2 separate regions of the Bombyx mori genome follow, and region 1 is linked to region 2. The links are chromatin contacts, called in public Hi-C maps. All regions are on one chromosome and are shown on one strand. Each heading gives the region's core, a stretch centred on a gene start, on an enhancer-like site or on the middle of the called end of the contact. The rest is flanking DNA. Distances are from core to core; before and after follow the strand shown. Region 1 overlaps LOC101746513 (serine/threonine-protein kinase Genghis Khan). Region 2 overlaps LOC101746374 (thioredoxin-related transmembrane protein 1).

Region 1 (5,332 bases), core at 195-2,694, 42 kb before region 2:
TGACCTACAACTATTAGATTTTCCAAGTTGTTAGGATTTTTCATATAAGCCAAAGATAAATGTATAACATGATGCAATACAGTATGATTTGAGTCGAGGGTAAAAATCGAGTTTGTTACAAATCTCCAGCTGCAGACCTCGAAGGAGAAGTTGGAGAATCGTCGTATGGAGCAGCTGAGCGACTCCGAGGACAGGCAGATGCTGATCAACGAGAACAGGAAGCTGGCCAAGGACCTGGACGCAGTAAGTCGCGACCCGCTGGCCCTTGTACTTTGCAGAGAATATTCCTTCAGATCTTCAGATATGTAGTGGCTTTTTTTAAGATCCGAAGGTAGAGTTTGTTAAAATGAACGTCGGTTGGTGTTCCGACACGCGTTAGCTTTGTCTGAAGTTTGTTACAAGGCGAACTCATATCTTCCTCCTCCATGCGACGATAATCCTCAATGCTGAGGATCGTGGCCCCTTCAAACAACTTTCTCCTGGATTATGCTGCGCCTCTCCTGCCTATCCTCGGCCTTGTGGATAGCAACGTGGAACGTGTCTGGTCCGATTTTTTTTATTGCTTATATGGATGGACGAGCTCACAGCCCACCTGGTGTTAAGTGGTTACCGAAGCCCATAGACGTCTACAATGTAAATGCGCCACCCACCTTCAGATATAAGTTCTAAGGTCTCAGTATAGTTACAACGGCTGCCCCACCCTTCAAACCGGAACGCATTACTGCTTCACGGCAGAAATAAGCAGGGTGGTGGTACCTACCCGCGCGGACTCACAAGAGGTCCTACCACCAATAACTCATACTCACTATCTATTAATAGGTGAAGCAAAAACGTTGTATCCCTTTTTACGAAAATTGCGCGGACGGAAGAGTATAAAATTTCCCACACTTATAGAGAAATATAAAGAAGGAGTGCAGAATGTTAATATTTTTTTAAATTACGCCTAAAAATACATTAAATCAATAAAAAAAACATTACACACACTACCATGTATTTGACACAACACACACATATATACTCTTTGTTTATTGTCCATTGTCAAACTTTTGTTATGGGTTAAAGTCTGTGGTCAAATTGAGAATACATTAAATATTATTGTCTTTATTATTAATATTTTTCTATAGTGTATAGTATTGGCTAAATTTGTGATTATAGAAGTATAATAGTCTTTGAAAATAGGATCGTAATAGTGTACAAACTTTTAATTTCAATTAATTATAGTCGAATTTCGATTACCGGGCGACTATTAGTAAATAATATAAATTCCTAGTTCAGATCTCTTAACTCCATTTCAGATGGCGGAGAACGGTCGGCGCTGGCAGGCGGAGCGTCGCCAGATGGAGCTGGAGCTGGACGAGCTGCGGGCCAAGAGGGACACCATGCAGCACTGGGAGACACAGGTACCCTCACTGCTCACGGGGGCTAATTGAGGTCCGATATTCAATTGTGTTGTGTAGCCGATGTTCCATTCAAGTCGGGCCGCAAGACTGCTTCGAGACAAATGTACGATTCTGTCTGGGAGCATTCGTGACACCCCTTGTTGGTCCAACTATGTAATTAGAATCTCCGCTGTTCGAAATTGAACCATATTCACAACGCTCAAGGCTTAAATTCGTTTCACGTCTTAAAAATTCGTCTTTTTTTTTTATCGATAAACTGTTTTCAATTTTTTTTCTTATCGACAATCCTAAGGCTGTTCTACCAGCTATAAAAACATGTGTTGATGTCGTTTCATGTGTCCCGGTCTTGTGTCCCCCAGATAGCGGACATCATCCGGTGGGTGGCCGACGAGAAGGAGGCCCGGGGGTACCTCCAGGCGCTCGCCACTAAAATGACCGAAGAACTAGACTTCCTCAAGCACGGTGAGTTAAAAGAAATGATTTTATTTTTCTCTACCTATGCTGACAGCCCTGAGAGGCCATTTCAGCTTCGCCCTAACGTGTAGGTGAGCTCGCGAGGCTCAAACCGGAGTGTTGCTAACACTGGCCCTGGCAAGAGCCGTGCTTCGCAGAATCTACCACCGGATCGGAAACGCGACCCACCGAGAAGACCCGGCGAGAAACTCAGTGGGCTGTGTCTGTGTTGGTTAATTCGCTCGTCGAGTCCTTGGTCGTAAGCGCTGGGTTCGACGAGTGACCGGATCATTTCTAAGTTAGAGACTTCGTTTTAAGTTAAGACGAAAGATCTACAAGGAAGATTTCAATACGTCATTGGAATGTTTTGAACTGTGATGCTGTAATGTAACCCAATCGTTCAAGTCACGCGAATTTCGATCAGCGTTGAAACAGTTGTTGCGTTTAGATAACCTAACGAGATTTGTTACCGCAGCGAGTGTATCCCGTTCGTCGCCCGGCCCCCCGTCCCCCGCCGTGGGGGGGCCCGTGGGGGTGCCGGGGGGGGGCCCCGTGGGATCCCAAGCAGGGGGCGGCTGGAGGAACCGCCGCTCGCAGAAACTCGACAAGATGGAGATACTCACGCTGCAGTCCTCATTGCACTCTGAGATACAAGCCAAGCAGGTCGTCAGTGAAGAGCTCAGTCGAACCCGGGCGGAGTTACTAGCCAGCCAGAGGTAAACCTGTAAACCTATTCTAGATCAAGATGAGGCGGGACTTTTTTTATTTATTGCTTAGATGGCTGGACGAGCTCACAGCTCATCTGGTATTAAGTGGTAACTGGAGCCCATTCTTCGTCTCAGTCATATGCACTCTTGGCAGAGTGGTCGTGGTCATCACTTCGGGTGGTGGTGCGCTTCACCAGACGGCCGGACGGGACAACGGCTGTCCCACTCTTCAAACGGAAACGCATTACTGCTTCACGGCACAAATAGGCAGGATGGTGGTACCCACCCGTGCGGACTCACAAGATGTCCTACGCAATTATAATTTTGTGGGTTTGATTTTTTTTACACGATGTTATTCCGTCACCGTGGAAGTCAATCGTGAATATTTGTTGAGTACGTATTTCATTAGAAAAATTGGTACCCGCCTGCGGGATTCGAACACTGGTGCATCGCTTCAACACGAATGCACCGGACGTCTTATCCTTTAGGCCACGACGACTAAAACCTATCTTAGATCTAGATGAGGCGGGATTCGCGATTTCACCAGCTATAGAACAGACGTTAACAATAAGTTTGTCACAACAGGGAGTTACTGGAGACCCGTCAGCGCCTAGACTCGCTGGCGCACGATTTGAAGCGTAAGGAGCAGCACACGCGGGACCTCCAGGCCAGACTCGACGCCCCGCACGCCGCTGGCAACTCCTGTGAGTACTCGCACGTGTCCCCCCTACGCCCCCCGTCGAGCCCCCCGCTGGGCCCCCTCGGCCGCTGCGGTCAACCGACGCTGACTCCAGCCCCGTGTCTCATCTTGGCTCATTAGCTTATATTATAAAGTTTTTCTTTTTTATTAAAATTCGAGGTTACCAATATGGCATAGCAAGTAAGTCTTCATAATAGCTTATACCTCACAGACGGGATCTCATGTTTGCACCACCAAAAGTTTTTATTATATTATAAAAATACACCGTTTGCTTATTTGACACGTATCTGTAAGTGGATAATGTATATTTAGTGCACCATTTCTTTTTGTTTTCCTTACATGTTACCGCACAATCCCATCCAAACACGCGTTACCGTTGCGTTATATCGTCACGTTAACGACGACAAAACAAAAAAAAAACAAAACAAACAAACAAAAATCACGTCAAAATGGATTCTTGGGCTCCCGACACAAAGTCCAACGTCGTCCGCGTCGAAAAAAACGAAAATAACGACGTTCGAAATGCGAAAACTGAAATGTGTAATGGCGTTTGTTTATGGACTCTAAAAAAAAAAACAATTCAAAATAAAATTTTATCTGTGGTTCTAAACTTATTTGTATATTGGCTATGTTGATAAAAAATATATGTTTACGGATTAAAAAATCTGTATATCTATGATATGGAATTGGCTTAAAAAAATATATGAATTACTGTGATTGTGAAATTCGCGGCGGCGGCCATTTTGAGAAACGATCCGACCGCCGCCCGCGCTTCTTTTGTAAACGTGAATGTATTATCTGTGGCATTTATTTTTGAAAAACGTTCTATTTTGTTCGATTGACGTTCCTGCATTGTGTCTTTTTTTTTTCGTTTCCCATTCAGTTCGGACTTGGCTGAGGCCGTACATACCATTGTTTTTGGGAGTGACGTCATGTATATGGGGCGTGGCCATTTTGGTTTACCATCAGATATACGATTGATACGACCGATATTATTAACGATATGATAATAATCTAGTATTTTTTTTTTCTTAAATCAATTTAAAATCTCAATTGTACTGTTGTATATAAAAATTGGTTGTTATCCCTTGTATTAGGGAATATGTATTATGACGATATTCTTTTTTTTTTTTGTGTGTGTCGTTCGATATTTTATTCTTTATGTCAAATCTTTACCTTTTATATCTTCTTTCTCCGTCTTTCACTGTCTTTAATTTCGTCGGAACGCTGTCTAGTCTATGTAACGGTTTTCTAGTCTGAAAAAGAAATGAAAAAAAAACGCCAAAGATTCGAATAGCTATTTTTATATGTTGTACGCTTTTTTTTTTTATTGAAGTTTTATTAAATATTAATTTGAATCAATCGAAAGATCTAATCGTTTTTTTTAATTATATTTTTCAATTATTGTAATTTATTGCGACTATTATAAAAGAAAGAAAAAAAAAGTGAAATCACGAAGAAATCTGCTAGAGATTTTGTAATTAATGTTTTCAAATGAAATGTCAATTCCGCTATAAAAAAGTTTGAGAACAGAATTGTATTAGAGCAATACTCACGTGTGCCACGTATGTGCGATATATAGCTGTGCTACTCACACGCGCGGCCCGCTCAACAAAAACGTGAGATAGATGTTTGAGGCGGTCAGCGAAAAAGTGGCCTAACCCACAATTTTTCATTGTGGTGCTTATTTATTGCAATTTATTAAACATAATATTTTTTCGATGCAAAACCAGCCTATCCCTAGTTTCACCCATAGGTAACAGAAGGCTTTGTAAACTGGTGGTTCTTTTACTGGTGGTAGGACCTCTTCTGAGTCCGCACGGGTAGGTACCACCACCCTGCCTCTTTTCTGCCGTGAAGCAGCCGTTGTAACTATACTGAGACCTTAGAACTTATATCTCAAGGTGGGTGGCGCATTTACGTTGTAGATGTCTATGGGCTCCAGTAACATTATTTTTGCGCGTATTGTTTATGCCTACGAAGCAGTGTCAAAGTAAATTCAAACTTCACTATCTCCATCCTAACTGTCTTAAGCATAAGCCACTTTTGTGCTGACGCCCTCAATTATGACG
Region 2 (5,032 bases), core at 250-2,749:
TTGCTCGTATCCGATTGGTCCGCGTAATGAGTACAGTTTCTCGAGATAGCGTTTCAACAATAGTAATTTAGTTCATAGTATTGTTTTTTTCTTCTTCATGATGCCGTAATTTATTATTATAACTTAAAAAAAATAATACAATTCCTTCATTAATTAATCGAAAGGAACTTCGTTCCATCCGGGTGTCCCTTGACACCTCTGAAGTTTTTATATAATAAAGAAAAGTAACATGTTTGATATTAAAGTTAATTGATGTTGTTTTAAGATTATCGAACTACAGATTCCAATTATTGCAAGCTGATTGCGTTTTGAGGTAATCTGTTTTAGTTAAAATGACGAATACCGCTTCTACTAAAGTTAGTGAAAATATATTATAATGCATAGCTATTTATCGATAACACCGCTATAAACAATGATCTTCCTTATAATAAAGATATAATAATCGTATTGTTTGAAATGTAAATCTTAAATTATTGTATACTTTTAATCAGATTATCATGTGAAAATATCGCGATACTTAATTATTATGTAAATATATTCTCTAAATAAAGAAACATTTGAAGGACTGTCTGTTTTCTTTTTTATGATTATTATTAACGGCCGTCTGGTGTAGTGGTAAGTGACATAGTCACTACACAAGGGGGTCGCGGGTTCGAATCCCGCCAAGGGAAGATATTTGTATGATAAATATAAATGTCTTTTCCAGGGTTATGGATGTATATTAAATATATGTATGTGTATAATAAAAATCTTACATTTATTTCCGTTATCTGGTTCCTGTAACACAAGTTCTTTACGAACTTATCACGGGACCAGTTAACGTGGCGTGATTGTTAGTAAATATTTATTTATTTATTTATAATTATAAAAGTTTTTTTTTTTTTTAATACACCCAATATAACATTAAAATTGGGCGGGGTCAATGGTTGACAACCTTGTCAACGAAAAGAGTCAAACATACTTAAAAACATCATTGAAATTTATTCAGAGCAATTTTTTCTAAAATATATTTTTATAGCCTTGTTTAAAATAAAAAAGTGTGTGTATGTGTGTGCAAGTCACACACGGTAGAGGTGAAACTTATAAATAAGATATACATATACTCACTATCCCAGTACACAGGAGCATACATATGGACAATGTTTAGTAGACGATAGTGGGGATGCTACGAAGAGTCGCACAAAGAGGAGACCGAGAACGTTTAATGTGTTCTATCTCATTCTCTCGCCGGCTGAATCCTATACACTTATGTGTTTGTGTCTCTATGGACTTATTTTTTCGTTTCATCGAGTTTGAAATCACGATTCTAAAGAAGTTTCACTTCAATAAGTTAACTCTTCTATCACAAAGCTAGATAATAAGCAATATTCCGTGCCTGAACTGAACACTTTGCGGAAGAGTCGCAGCCGAGGAGTCAAAGATCCTCGTGGAGCGCTTGGGCCATGGGTTGCCCATCACTGATCTAGGAGACAACCGTTTACCTTTCATGTAGGGTAGCGGATTTATGAATGAACAATATTCTTATCAGCTGTTTTTGCTTTAGAAACAATAGTTTAACACTAGATTGTCCAGTTGTATTCAGTCAAGGTCTCAAAGGAAATTAATTCTCTATTTATATAAAGAACTAGCTGTACCCATCCGCTTCGCTGGGCATTTAAAATTATCATTATTATTTCTCACCCGCAACTGATGTAGGGAGTCTAAGACTCATGTAAACATTAGCCTATCCATTAAGTACATGTATTTTCTACATGGATACCAAGTTCCAAGTCAATCGGATGCACGGTTCAGTAGTTGTAACGGAACATCCGTAAAAACCACTGTAGATTTATATATTAGTATAGATTTACTACCCTGATCTTTTCATTTACATGCAAACATCTCAAACACACTTTGGTGTATTAAATAAAACACAATCATACAAATACTATTTATTCAGCGAGTCACAATAGGAATATAAACGCAACACTATATTAATATTTAAGTCTTTGCGAACACGCCACCCCTCGGCCGCTTCCCATAACAACACCAAAAACAAAATATTTCAGAAATCGTCCGAAATCCGTGAAAAATATGGCCTGAACTTAGAAATATGTACATGAAGTATCGAACAATATTCGAAGATATAAAACTGTCATTTAGATAATGTGAAATGAATCTGAAATGAATCAGAGTTACAAGATCATAATAATATGATTAATGAAATATTCCGTTTTTTCGTGTTGCCTTCCTTCAGACTTCCAAATTCGTAACAGTTACATATATATATATATATATACTTATATTTTCAAATATTGAGAAAAAAAATCGAACATCGGCTGCACGCACGAAAAAGTGTCACGTTCCGCCTGAGTCTGAGCGTGCAAGCGAGAGGCACGATCAGCCCAAGCGTCGGCTTGTGACACATTTATCTCTGTTCTCGCGTGACGTCAGAGCTAGTAGATTGAATAGTTCTGCTGATGACGTCACGTAAAACTATCGTCCGTAAGCCGTCTTCAAAGATAACTATATTTTTTTTATAAACAAATACAATCCCTCTATTTACTTATCGAAATTACTCAATCACACAATACCCACAAAAGCATTAAATCGTGAAGAAATTATATAAAAAATTATTGTAAGTAAATGCAAGATTATAACGAATACAACTATTGCTATAATTTAATTTCTATATAGTCCGCATGTCTCAGTGTTACAACACCTAAAGTTCACTCAGCGAATAAACTAAAACATGGCGATACAATAGTAACAGGAATGCAATTTGTGAACACATCAGATAACGCGATCTAGTGAATTATTATATAGGTTTTGATTTGGTTAAACAGAGAAAATCATTTATTCTTTAAGTAGTCAACAGCATTAATCTTTAGAGAGTATTAGTAAGAATAGATGAGAAGATACAAATTTTGATTTCTTGTATTAATATTAAAGTCTTACTGTATAAACCGAACTGTGATTTAAAATTTCATCATAATAAACATAATAATATACAATTACTATTTATTACAAATGAGTAGACTATTATCAAAGTCGGCAATGTGACTTTTGGACAATTATTGGTAAATCAGAAAAACGAATTATTGACTTTGTATTCCATTGGCAGTCACAAAACTCTTCTGAACGACATCTTAGATAAATAACAGGTTAAGTATTAACCTTTATTTAATGCAGGTTTTGAACCGTATTCTTTGAAGGAGACGATTATATTCAAATCAATCTGTATTGACATATCAATAACATTTTTTTGTCCAAATACACAGATTGCCACCTTTGATAATAGACGACTCAAATAAAACAAAGGATACAAGAAAATTTTATATTTTTTTAATAATTAAAAATCTCAATTTTAAAACAATATCATTTACATACAAGTCTAATATAACACACAACACACGGTGCGCGAGACAAAATTAAATGCAGTGTTAAGGCAAAACAAACATGCCAACGGCAATGTCATAGTCGGTTGACCCCTTTTATTGTGTATAAAATGAACAAACACAAGTTTGTTTTTAAAGAATGTTTAATTAATCACAACTCATTTATTTCCAATTAAAAAATTTAGCTCTTCCCCAAAACACAACAGACGCGTATGTCAAATTAAATTCTCATTAAATATTATTTTTTTAACGATAACCAACCTACAATTATTTTTTTAATTTCATTATATTCCGTGAGATGCTAAAAAATTACAATTGTCGATTTAAAATCTATTAAATGAGTAATTCATCCTCAATACAAAAGGCTATTTCGAACGAGATTAATGAATAATACTAAAGCAATTGTAATTTTTGTATTTTGGTGTTTTTTTTTCAAACAGAAAACTCATTTTTCTTGCCGCATCATGTATACATAATTTAGTCTAACAAATTTGTCATATCTTTTAGAGTTCTTTTACTTTCAAACATTTATATATTATTACAAAGAAAAATCAGTTATATATCGACGCTTGAAAGGCAAACGTGACTAAGTGACAATAACTGCTTTATACATAAATGATAGGCAATAACCATATTCGATGCGCAAAAAAAAATATATTTTTAGGTCTATTAAAATCATTTCAATCCTACAGCTAGATTCGTTAAAATAGAATTTTTTTCAGGTATTTCTCAGGTATATTATAAATTAATTTCAACTTTAAATTAGTCTACTGTAAAGTTCACGCATTGTCGCTTTTTTTTTATTACCTTTGTAGGCAGACGAGCGTACGGCCCACCTGATGGTAAGTGGTTACCGTCGCCCATGGACTTCAGCAGTGCCAGGAGCAGAGCCAAGCCGCTGCCTACTGCTTAATACTCTCTTTTTTTAGTCACGTTTGCCTTTCAAGCGTCGATATAAACTGCCTATTATTATATTATTCATAAGCCTCGCAACTATTAAATTGCAAGTAAGATATTAGATATGGAACCGCAAGCAGCTAGTTAATAAGTGTTTGTAAGTCGCTCTCTGGTGGTGCGGCGTTACTTCAGTCAGCCTTCCTTGGTCTGCGTTTCCGAGCCTCTGGTTTGTCGCTGGAGTCCTTGTCCACTGGCTTACTGTCTCCGGCCGCTTCGGATGTTTTCTCGTTATCATCTTCAGAAGTCTGTAAGCCATTATGATTATTTTAGAATCAATGAAACGAAACAATATGATTGGGATAGTAAGCCAAGTTTGAAAATCATTGAAAGGCACTTTTTTTTTATGTTTGTGTAAAATTTAAACAATCACGGAATCAAAGCAGATAAGAGATTCATTCATTGGTTTCATTCATTTAATTATTCCAACCTTTTTATATCTTAGTTTGGTGGACGAGCTCCTACCTTCCCAAAGGACATGTCATAACACTCAAACCATGGTATTCAGAGCATGTGCGAGTGCACACTTGGTAAATATGATAACGTTAAATACATAAATTTTATCTCATTCTCTAAGATTGTTATATTACTGGCACTTTTAGTATACAAGTGTCATAGCACAACACTGCTTAAATAAATAATAATAAGTTCTAAAGTTTTGAAATACTAAATATTATCCATCCAAGTTATGAGTTGAGATT

The links. A called contact is a pair of places that touch in the nucleus more often than the background predicts.
Region 1: a Hi-C map of middle silk gland shows a contact between it and region 2, with 2.3 times the contacts expected there. The contact joins two enhancer-like sites. A contact is called at or near these places in 4 of 7 Hi-C or Micro-C datasets (middle silk gland, midgut and whole pupa).

The regions. Positions count from the first base shown.
Region 1 is chr24:2,953,768-2,959,099 of ASM3026992v2, reverse strand. It overlaps LOC101746513 (serine/threonine-protein kinase Genghis Khan), which reads left to right. Exons shown (of 47, transcript XM_062675644.1): 22 at 130-243; 23 at 1,296-1,400; 24 at 1,760-1,862; 25 at 2,329-2,569; 26 at 3,146-3,264. Among protein-coding and RNA genes, the nearest start is that of LOC119630516, 9.6 kb to the left of the region's middle. Within about 2 kb of position 1,444, at least 1 of the 8 cell types and tissues checked has open chromatin away from gene starts, as enhancers often do.
Region 2 is chr24:2,911,943-2,916,974 of ASM3026992v2, reverse strand. LOC101746374 (thioredoxin-related transmembrane protein 1) reads right to left here. Exons shown (of 7, transcript XM_012688337.3): 7 at 1,920-4,579. The coding sequence ends at 4,463. LOC101746513 (serine/threonine-protein kinase Genghis Khan) reads left to right here. Exons shown (of 47, transcript XM_062675644.1): 47 at 1-566. Among protein-coding and RNA genes, the nearest start is that of LOC101746374, 11 kb to the right of the region's middle. Within about 2 kb of position 1,499, at least 1 of the 8 cell types and tissues checked has open chromatin away from gene starts, as enhancers often do.